3 separate regions of the Gossypium hirsutum genome follow, and regions 1 and 2 are each linked to region 3. The links are chromatin contacts, called in public Hi-C maps. All regions are on one chromosome and are shown on one strand. Each heading gives the region's core, a stretch centred on a gene start, on an enhancer-like site or on the middle of the called end of the contact. The rest is flanking DNA. Distances are from core to core; before and after follow the strand shown.

Evidence for each region. A called contact is a pair of places that touch in the nucleus more often than the background predicts.
Region 1: a Hi-C map of leaf shows a contact between it and region 3, with 2.8 times the contacts expected there. The contact joins the enhancer-like site here to the promoter of LOC107894214 in region 3. A contact is called at or near these places in 5 of 34 Hi-C or Micro-C datasets (fibers and leaf).
Region 2: a Hi-C map of leaf shows a contact between it and region 3, with 1.7 times the contacts expected there. The contact joins the promoter of LOC107955258 here to the promoter of LOC107894214 in region 3. A contact is called at or near these places in 3 of 34 Hi-C or Micro-C datasets (all in leaf).

Annotation. Positions count from the first base shown.
Region 1 is chrA07:42,508,366-42,511,757 of Gossypium_hirsutum_v2.1, forward strand. No RefSeq gene overlaps it. Among protein-coding and RNA genes, the nearest start is that of LOC107955258, 44 kb to the right of the region's middle. Within about 2 kb of position 1,691, at least 3 of the 9 cell types and tissues checked have an H3K27ac peak or open chromatin away from gene starts, as enhancers often do. A contact at or near this core is called in leaf, where this site is marked.
Region 2 is chrA07:42,552,501-42,555,829 of Gossypium_hirsutum_v2.1, forward strand. LOC107955258 (probable indole-3-pyruvate monooxygenase YUCCA8) reads left to right here and starts at 1,408. Exons shown (of 3, transcript XM_016891001.2): 1 at 1,408-2,232; 2 at 2,326-2,697; 3 at 2,784-3,313. The coding sequence starts at 1,552. The coding sequence ends at 3,017.
Region 3 is chrA07:43,299,183-43,302,696 of Gossypium_hirsutum_v2.1, forward strand. LOC107894214 (transcription factor PIF1) reads left to right here and starts at 1,720. Exons shown (of 8, transcript XM_016819453.2): 1 at 1,720-2,331; 2 at 2,437-3,313. The coding sequence starts at 2,249.

The sequences.
Region 1 (3,392 bases), core at 441-2,940, 790 kb before region 3:
TTAAAATAAGAATGATATTGAAATTTAAATTTCAAATTTATTGAATATTAAATTTTTAAAAATGATTGTTAAATTTAATTGGATTAAGTGTGGGTTTATGTCTTTGTCCATTACCAAAAAATAGTTGGAAATCAGATAAAAATAGAAGTAGTATGAACACTTTTTCCTTTTATAGAAGGAATTTTAATTTGCATACTATATAACAATTTTGACAGTCGGCACAATAATTTTTAAATAAAAAAAGAAGTTTATTTTTTTCTGATAAGAATAGATTTAATGAGTACTAAACAAATAGTGATGTTAACATATATAATAACGCAAATATGTAGGAATCATATCTCTTACAACAAAAAGCAACAAAGAAAAAGACAGAAAGATAAATAGTGATGTTAACATATATAATAACCTAAATATGTTAGAATTATATCTCTTACAACAAAAAACAATAAAGAAAAAGACAGAAAGAAAGAAACAATCAACTATCGTTATCAAAAGAGAGAATAAGCAACAACAAAAAGTGGAAAAAGAAGCCATAATAGACTTGAATAGCATATGAACATAACATTTATAAAGTCACCTCATTTATGAAAAATCTATACAACGAAAAACTTAAAACGTTATTCCTTAATAGCTAATAGAAAAGAATTTATTTCTTAATTCAAAAGAAAAGAAGAGAATTTTGTCTCTATAACTTTTGAAAAAAGATAAAATTTGTGTTTATTATTTTCTCATGTTTAAGTTATTATAAAGATATATAAAAAACTTTAGGTTTCATGTTTGTATTATTATTATATATAAAATTATTATATTTTTTCACATTTACAATTTATTTTGTGTTGATTCTAACACATTTTATCTTGTATGTTGTGTTCGTGAAAATTTTTGCAACAATTGTATGTTGATACTATTATATGTGTGACTTAAATAGATAAATTTACAAATAAATTTCTTATGTTAAGTTAGTTTATTTCATACCAATTTTTACATATTCATATCATGATCATATTCATATTTTATGATAATTATATAGTTTGTTAAAGTGATTCAATATAATAATAATAATAATAATAATAATAATGTGTTCATATCTTGTGTTGTTTTTGTATTCATCTCATATTTAATAACTAGTTGTTAGGTAATTTCATTTTGAGAGAAAGAAATAAATGTTTGTACCATTTTTTCGTTATCTTGTGTTGAAAATTGCAGAAATTTTTAATAAATTAATTATAGAAATCTGTACATGTACATAAATATATTATGGGTTAGTATTTAGTATATCGACAGTATATTTTTTTTATTCTACAAATAATCTTAAAGATTTTATCATATGTGTTTTCTTTTAAATATTTATTTTTTAATATTATATTATACCCTGTAGTACATTTATCAACCTCTAATTCTGTTTGTGGAGCCTAAAAATTCTTTTGGAAATGTGTCAAATATTATTCTATATATTATTACTTAAAATTGAATAATTATATCTACAATACATTTATATAAATATTTATATCTTAAAATTTTAATTTTAATTTTCGAAAGTTCAATTATAAGTTAGGAAAAAAAATTTATTTTGGGTTGCAAAAATATTGGGCTTGGCAAGCAATCCATGTGGCCTTGAGGTGGTGAAGAGTGAAAAGTCTTCTTATCCCCTAGGCTAAGGAGATAGGTTTGGGACCATAATTAGGGTCCTGCTGGTCCATGGTATTGGTTCTCACATGGAGCACACACCCTGTACATGGTATTCCCCTTCCATGCATCATGCCTTGCATTACGTGTTGGTGCATGGAAAATTCAAATTTGTTTGGTGGGCCTTCTTCGTTTTATTCATAAGGTCCAATTTCAGACTTATGATCCAAAATATGGTCAGTGGGTGGGACTCACATATCCATTAGTTGAAAGTCTACCATTTCCATTTTTGGATGTGTATGATGAATTAATTTTATAAAAAAAAAAAACCTTCAGATAGAGTTTTCTCTTAAAAGGGGTTTCCAATGAAAACAAACATTTCAAGTCACTCTCTTGTCTTGATTAAGAAAGTGATGGTGTCGACAAAAAAGTTATGGAGGTAAAGATGGAAGGTGGTTTAAATTGAAGTGTTAGTTTCGAGTAGTTTTTTTTATAATAATTAAAATGTAATTTTATCATTATAATAATTTATATTTATATAATTTTAAGAAGGATTAAACTAAAATGTTATCAATTTTAGAAGTCAAATTAAAATTTTACCATATATTAACTTATAAATTTATAAATTTTAGAGTATGCAATATAGAGAAGAAAAAAGAAAAAGGAAAAATGATTTCATTGGCTTTAAATCAAGTGGACACTCTTAAAAAAAATGTTTCTATGATGTCTCTTTCTTTTTCTAGCGCATACCTAGACATTTTCAATTATTTTGTGGGGGTTGGCGTTGAACATATATATTTATGTTGGATACTTGTTTTTGAATTTAGATGTTATGAGGAGGAAGAAATTATTGGTTAAATGCAAAAGTTGTGATGCAAGTCTCTCAATATTCCATATAGCTGTAATTTCAGAGGTTTTTGTCCATGTTATCTCATGTGTTCAATTTTCTAATGGGGTATGCTTCACATTAATTCACGTTCTGGTTTCCCCTACAAATTTTGCTCATCTTATGCTAAGATTTGATTCCCTCATTTATTTTATTAGTTACAGTTTTTACGGTTAAGATTAAGTTGAACCATATTTTATGAAGGTTTGGTTGATTCCCTTGAGTAAACCAGTGATTAGAGTCAAAGAGATTTTCTTTTTACATTTAAAATTATCAAAGATTAGATCTTAGCAAAACAAAAAACTCAATTAGTTTATACCGTTATTTTTTAATAAAAGATATTTAAAAAATTGCATTTAGGATACACATAAGGGTGTTAACTCAATCCCTTCAAATTCTCTGACCACTTTTTAAAGCAAATCAAATTTCGCAGCAGTGTCGGGTTTAAGTTCAGCTCCACCCCATAAATTTACTTAAATGCCTTGCGTTTATTGTTTATGTTTCTTAAATTTATAGAAAATGACCTAATAACTAATATTTTCTTATAATTTTAAATTTTATAATATATATTTTTATTTTTCGTAAAAATTGACATATATGCAATATTATATAAAATTTCGAAATGAATGGAGATAAAGGCCGAAAACACCATTTTGGGATTAAAGGCAAAAACAAAATGGAGGGGAGCAAAAACTATAACTGTAAATTAACAGAGTATTCAATCAATGATTTACGATTAGTTAGGTTTTTCTGTATTTATGTTCATTATTAAGTTAAATAAAAATATATAAATAAAAATTACATGTCATAAACTACTAATTAAAAGTGTCTATTACTCTAGATGTAATCTGAATTCGAATTATATTACTTATGTTTATTG
Region 2 (3,329 bases), core at 158-2,657, 750 kb before region 3:
TCAAGGGCAATACCAGGCACGAAAAACTATAATTTGGGAGCAATATCTTTATTGTTGTAATATTAATTTAATTAAAATATTTTTTATACCCGTTTTACAATTTATAAAAAATTAATTAATTTATAATTATTTTCTCAACAACATCATATTCAAAATTTAAATCTAAATTCTGTCCATAAAATTGTAATAAACTTTACAACTAGGCTAAATATTGTTAGTCTGTTAGGAATATTAGTTGAGCATGCAAATCGTCAGCTTAGAAACATACACAGTGGAAGAAGAGGGCATGTGGATGGGTTGAGCAGATTTTTTTTCTTGGGAAGTGGTGTGAAATTAGTCGAAGTGGGTTGGACAGATGGCGCAAAGGTGGGTGTGGAGGAGGGTCGGCAGAAAGGGGCATTTGTGGGTCGAAACAGCCTTACAAGTCGCAATCCCAAGGCAATGGAGGGGCTCATGTGGGGGATCCCTCCCCCAAGATCGTGACAGTGTTAAACCCCTTCTTATTCATCAACTTCACTCATCCAATCCACGTGGGAACATCGCCGCCTATATCCTAGTCAGCACTCTCTGCCACTTAGGCTTCCAATTTCCATACATTTTAAATATTTTATTTATCCTCCCATTTATTTCTTTATTTACTTTATTTTTAAATTTTTTTATGAAAGAAACTCCTCTCTAGTGGGTCCATTAGAATCATAAGAGGATGCTGCGTCATTTTCATTTTCATTGTTTCCTAATTCTCTCCCTATGATGTTTCCACTTCATCTTCGGTTAATTTAGCTGATTTTACCTCAAATATTACAGCATAAAATAGGACCTAATTTCTTTTCCTTTTCTTTTCTCTTTTCTCTTTTTATGTTTGAAATTAGGAACATTACAATGTTTCCCTTTTTCTTTTTTTCTTTTGCACAAATTCAATATGATGTATGAAGTTGTGCTAATTGAATATGATTGTGTATTTCAATTATCATATATGTATATATATTGTTTTTGATATATAAAATGATCTTATCAAAGTTCACTTACTATGAAGTTGGTGGAACATATACAATAATTGATATAAAATAATATGGAATCTCAAGCTTGGTATGAAATCTACAAGCACATTTGATGTTGGGCATCAAAATCATGGAAACTCCATGCTTTCATTGGTAACCCAAGTGTTTTCTCTTCTAAATATATTTACATCTTTATAATAAACAAAAAAAATTATAAAGGAAAGAATAAAAAATTCCAAAAAAATATGATAATCCTTCAACAATTTTTTAAGTATAATGTATATGTATATAAGGATCTATTAAATTATTCTATAAAATAACAAAAGGTAGCCATTGGCTTATGATTTGAAACTGGACCCTTTTAAAATGCATTAAATTCTTGAATGTTATCACATGGACCTTCCTTATTTAAGCAGCCCCATCCCATCTTCTCCCTCCAAACCAAGAACAACAACTTACTCTCTCTGAAAGAAAAAAACAAACACCATTTCTTTTTTTTCTCTAAGCTCTCTAATTTCAACTCTACATTTTTGTCTCAAGACAAACTCACCGTATGACAATGGAGAATTTGTTTCGCCTTGTTGATCAAGACCAAGATTTCTTTCAGCGTAAATGGACTTTGGTCAATGGTCCGGTCATTGTTGGTGCCGGACCATCAGGGCTAGCCACTGCTGCTTGCCTGAAAGAACAAGGGGTCCCCTTTGTTGTCCTCGAAAGAACCGATTGCATTGCATCTTTGTGGCAGAAACGCACCTACGACAGGCTAAAGCTTCACCTTCCCAAACAATTCTGCCAACTCCCTAAACTACCTTTCCCTGAGGATTTCCCCGAGTACCCAACAAAGAGACAGTTCATTGACTACCTTGAATCATATGCTAAGCATTTTGATATCAACCCAAAGTTCAATGAGTGTGTGCAGTCAGCTAGGTATGATGAGACCAGTGGTTTCTGGAGGGTGAAGACCATTGTTACAAGTGGTTCAAACAAGACTGAGTTCGAATACGTTTGCCGCTCGCTTGTTGTGGCCACTGGTGAAAATGCCGAGTGTGTGTTGCCCGATATTGAAGGATTGTCAGAGTTTGGTGGTGAAGTTATCCATGCTTGTGATTACAAGTCTGGTGAAAAATTCAAGGGGCAGAAAGTACTAGTTGTCGGCTGTGGCAACTCTGGCATGGAAGTTTCTTTTGATCTGTGCAACCACAATGCTTCACCTTCAATGGTGGTTCGCAGCTCGGTAAGTCATCAGAAAAAAAAAAGTTACCTTATATCAGATACACTTCGAAGAAAAATTGAATTCTAATGGGTTTTTTGTTCTGTTTTTCAACAGGTTCATGTCCTGCCAAGAGAAATTTTTGGGAAATCAACATTCGAATTGGCTGTTTTGATGATGAAATGGCTACCCCTTTGGCTTGTTGACAAGCTAATGTTGATTTTGGCATGGTTGATGTTGGGAAACATTGAGAAATATGGACTTAAAAGGCCATCAACGGGTCCCTTGGAACTCAAGAACACAAAAGGGAAAACCCCTGTATTGGACATTGGTGCATTGGAGAAAATTAGATCAGGTGACATTAATGTGGTTCCTGGAATCAAGCGTTTCTCACGTGGACAAGTTGAGCTCGTTAATGGCGAAAAACTTGATATCGATTCAGTTGTGTTGGCTACCGGATACCGCAGCAATGTTCCCTCATGGCTTCAGGTGAGAAAATGCTCTAAAATTCAACTGTTTTAAAGAAGCCAAGATTGACAAATAAACTAATGGAAATAGTTGACATGATGAAACAGGAAGGTGAATTCTTCACCAAAAATGGGTACCCAAAGGCTTCATTCCCACATGGGTGGAAAGGAAAAGCTGGACTTTATGCAGCTGGGTTCACAAGGAGAGGGCTCTCAGGTGCTTCCTCTGATGCCATGAGGATTGCACAAGATATTGCCCAGGTTTTTAAAGATGAAACTAAGCAGCTCAGAATGAGAACTGTTGCTCGCCATAGACGCTGCATTTCACTTTCACAGTTCTAAACTTACAAAATCCTCAGGCCAAATATTTTTATTTCATCAAAAGCTAGGAAACTAGCTTTGTTCCTGTAAAAATTAATAATACTGTATAATACTCTCACCCAACAAAAACAAAACAAAAGAGGTAGAACAGGCTGACAGAGCCCTCTCCAAAGGCCCAAGTTTTGATTTTCTTTGGGAATTTTGTAAACCGAGGATGATGAGGCTTTTTCCTTTCTTTTTTTTTTAAATTTTTTTTAAAAATGTTTGTACCATAATTCAGTAATCAAGTTGAATGATACAGCAGCTTCCTTTCTCTATATCCCATCATTTCTC
Region 3 (3,514 bases), core at 470-2,969:
ATAATTTTGAAGTACAAAATGATAAGTACTGAAAAAAAAATGATGAAAAATTGGAAGTCATAGGATGTGGGTGAGTGTGAAGGGACAGTCCCCCATATGGAGAAAGAAAACATGTTTCTTATCCCTACACTATTTCCCAACTGCCTCCTCCCACTTTCATCTTCTTTTTTTTTTTTAAATTACTAAAACAATACCTTCAAATAATAATCATTCTTTTAACACCAATCTTGGCTTCTTTTGCCCTTTCTTTAAATAATAATAATAGGGTTTGAATGGGTGTAATTTGATAAGAAAAAGAAATCAATTAAAATTTTACACACACACAAAACTCCTTATGTTTTATTATTTTAATTTTTTAAAATAAATTTAATACCAGTTATCAAAATTGCACTTCATGGATCATTGTAAATTATGGTCAAGCTTCTATCTCAACAACATTAAATATTAAATAATTACTTAAAGGTAAATACTTATAAACAGCTTATTAAAAAAAAAAGAAAGAAAGAATTTAATTTGGAGTTCCAATATTAAAATAAATTTGAATGAGATTGAAAAAGATTCTGATTATGCTTAAAGAGAGATGATATTATAAAATAATTATTTTGATAAAAGAAATATAATAAATTATTGCCAGTGCTAAAAGGAGATATATATATATATAACATAAATAATCCAACTACCAATTATTATATACCAAAAAAAAAATCTATAAAGAGCATATAAAAAAGGTAGCATCTTATCTAAAAGAAGAAGAATTAATAATAATAATAATAATAATAATAATAATAAAGGATTAATTAAGTTTACATCATAAGACAGTTTACCGTTAATTGTCATTTTCTTCTTAAAGTAAACCCACTCACTTTCCTTTAATGACTACAATTTTATTTTATTAAATATAATATTAAGTATATAAGATGATACTTAAATTGAATGTATCAAAATTAGTATCCTAGTACTAATACTTTATTTGGAAAGGCTATGTGCCAATCATTGTTTTAAACCATAATTAAATCCAACTTTTCTTTCTTTCTAATTTATCAATTTAAGTAACTCGTGTTTTTTTTTTATTGTAACGTAATTTTTCTTGGAATAAAAATTAGCGTCAGCAGTGGCACAAAATATATTAATAAAAATAGGACTAAGTGAAAATTAAAAGAAGAAAATTGAATGCAGTTTCGTAATTACAAGCGACAAAATTATCATTTCATTTGTCAAAAGCATGGAACTCAATAATTATAACTTTAGTGGCCAAAAAACATATTATATATAAAGAAAGAGAAACCGACTTGACTTGTAGTAAAGACAGCTGCCCAGCAGGTGTTGAACTGTAATTCAGCATTCTCACAGCTGAAAGCAAATTTTTTAGCATTAAAAATAAGTACAATTTGAGCATACGTATAAAACCCAGGGCTGACAATTCACATTCTTTTCAATATATATATTTTAATAAATATAATCATTTTTAACGTATTTTAACTAAGATAATGGTAGAAGTTAAATTGGATTTGAAAAATAAAGAATTTTATAGTTTTTCTTGTAATTTTATATAAAAAGTACTCATATTACATTTAAATTAAATTAATTATAATTATAAAAATTATGGATCTTCATCAAAATTTGAATCTAGTTAATAAGCCGATTACAATTCATGTAATTAAAATACATGGTTGATATACAAAATATATAATTGATACACACAAAAACCAGTACCGTCAATTTGTGGAAACAAAAAAAGATTGGGGTCCGCAGCTAAAAGAAAACAACCATTTTGTTTGTGGGCATCTGATTATTAATAAGAAGGAAGAAAGCGTTGGTACTATCCACTGTCAAAAGATGCAGAGAAAAACAGGATCTTATCTTTGGTGAAACACCTAAATTATACTTCATCCCCACACCAAATCTTTTTTTCTAAAAAACCCTTCTCCTGCTTCCTTTTTTCTTCTCACACTGCCAATCTGCCATTTCAGTATATATATATACATATGCTACAACGTTGGACAGCTTTGTACGGCTTTGGATTTTCAAATATATTTTGGTTTCCTATCTAGGGTTTTTTCATAACACCACCTATGTTGTATTTCTTTTAGGATTTCCACTTCTACACAAGTAAAAAACAAACCATTCTCTTACGGCCTTAACACCTTAAATACTTACAATTTCCTCCTTCCTTTTTCTATAATTTTTCTATTTGGGTGGGTTATTAATGATTAATATAAATACAGATTAAAGTGTTAAGAGAGAGAGGATGAATCACTGCGTCCCCGATTTCGAAATGGAAGATGATGATTCCATCCCTTCTACTTTAACTCGCTCTAAAAAGCCTTCCATGTAAGCTAAACCTTCTTCTTCCTCTTCTTTATTTTATTTATTTTTTATCGCTTTATTATTGTTGCCAAAACCGTGAGTTGATGACGCGATGGAATTATGAAACAGGCCAGAGGATGAAATCATGGAGCTGTTGTGGCAAAACGGTCAAGTTGTTATGCAGAGCCAAAACCAAAGATCTATCAAGAAGTCACCGCCGTTCAAATTCCAAGGCGCCGACCCATCTGCTACCAAAGAGATCCGGTCTTCCTCATCTCACCATCATCATCAACAACAGCAGCAGCAGCAGCAGCAGCAGCAGCAATCGCTTACCGATCATCACCTCTTTATGCAAGAAGACGAAATGGCTTCATGGCTTCACTATCCTCTCAGCGACGCCAGCTTCGACCACGATTTCTGTGCTGATCTCCTCTATCCTTCCTCCGCCGCCCCTTGCCTTACCTCCACCACCGCCACAACCTCCGCTCCTCCTCCACTCGGGAAAGTTACTCAAGTTTCAGCTTCAGCTGTGGCGTCAGCTTCTAGGCCCCCGATACCGCCGTCGAGGAGGAATGAGTTGGAGTCGACGAGGATTCAGAACTTCGTTCACTTCTCCAGGCATAAAGCGGTGAGGGTGGAACAATCTAAACAGTCTAATTCTAAGAGCGTAGTTAGGGAATTGACGGTCGTTGATTCCAGCGATACTCCGGCTATGGCTCCCGAATCAGGAGCCTCTCAGGCCATGCCCTGCAACACTGAGGCAGCTTCTGGAGAAAACGACAATATTAACTGCGCCAACATGAGCGTCGCTGCAGGAGCCAACACGCGATCAGCTGGTGTCAGCGGGAGTGCCTGCAAAGACAATTTAGCCGCGTACGAGGTCACGGTGACATCGTCACCTGGCGGCTCCGGTGCCAGTGCCGAACCCACGGCTCAAAAGGCAGCCGCCGCTGAGGACCGGAAGCGTAAAGGAAGAGAACTGGAGGACACCGAATATCACAGCGAGGTTAGTTCATTGGAGTTAAAAGTTTTCTGTTTTGTCTCGGCTAACGTGCGCCAGGGGTTAACGTTGTTTAACATGAGCACCCTTCTCTTTGTCGCTGGTGCACCACTAGAGCACACTGTTTTTTTTTAAGGCAGAACACTGTATCAAACTATCAATCCAAAGATAAAACTAAAATATAATGGTAATACAATTTGTATAATA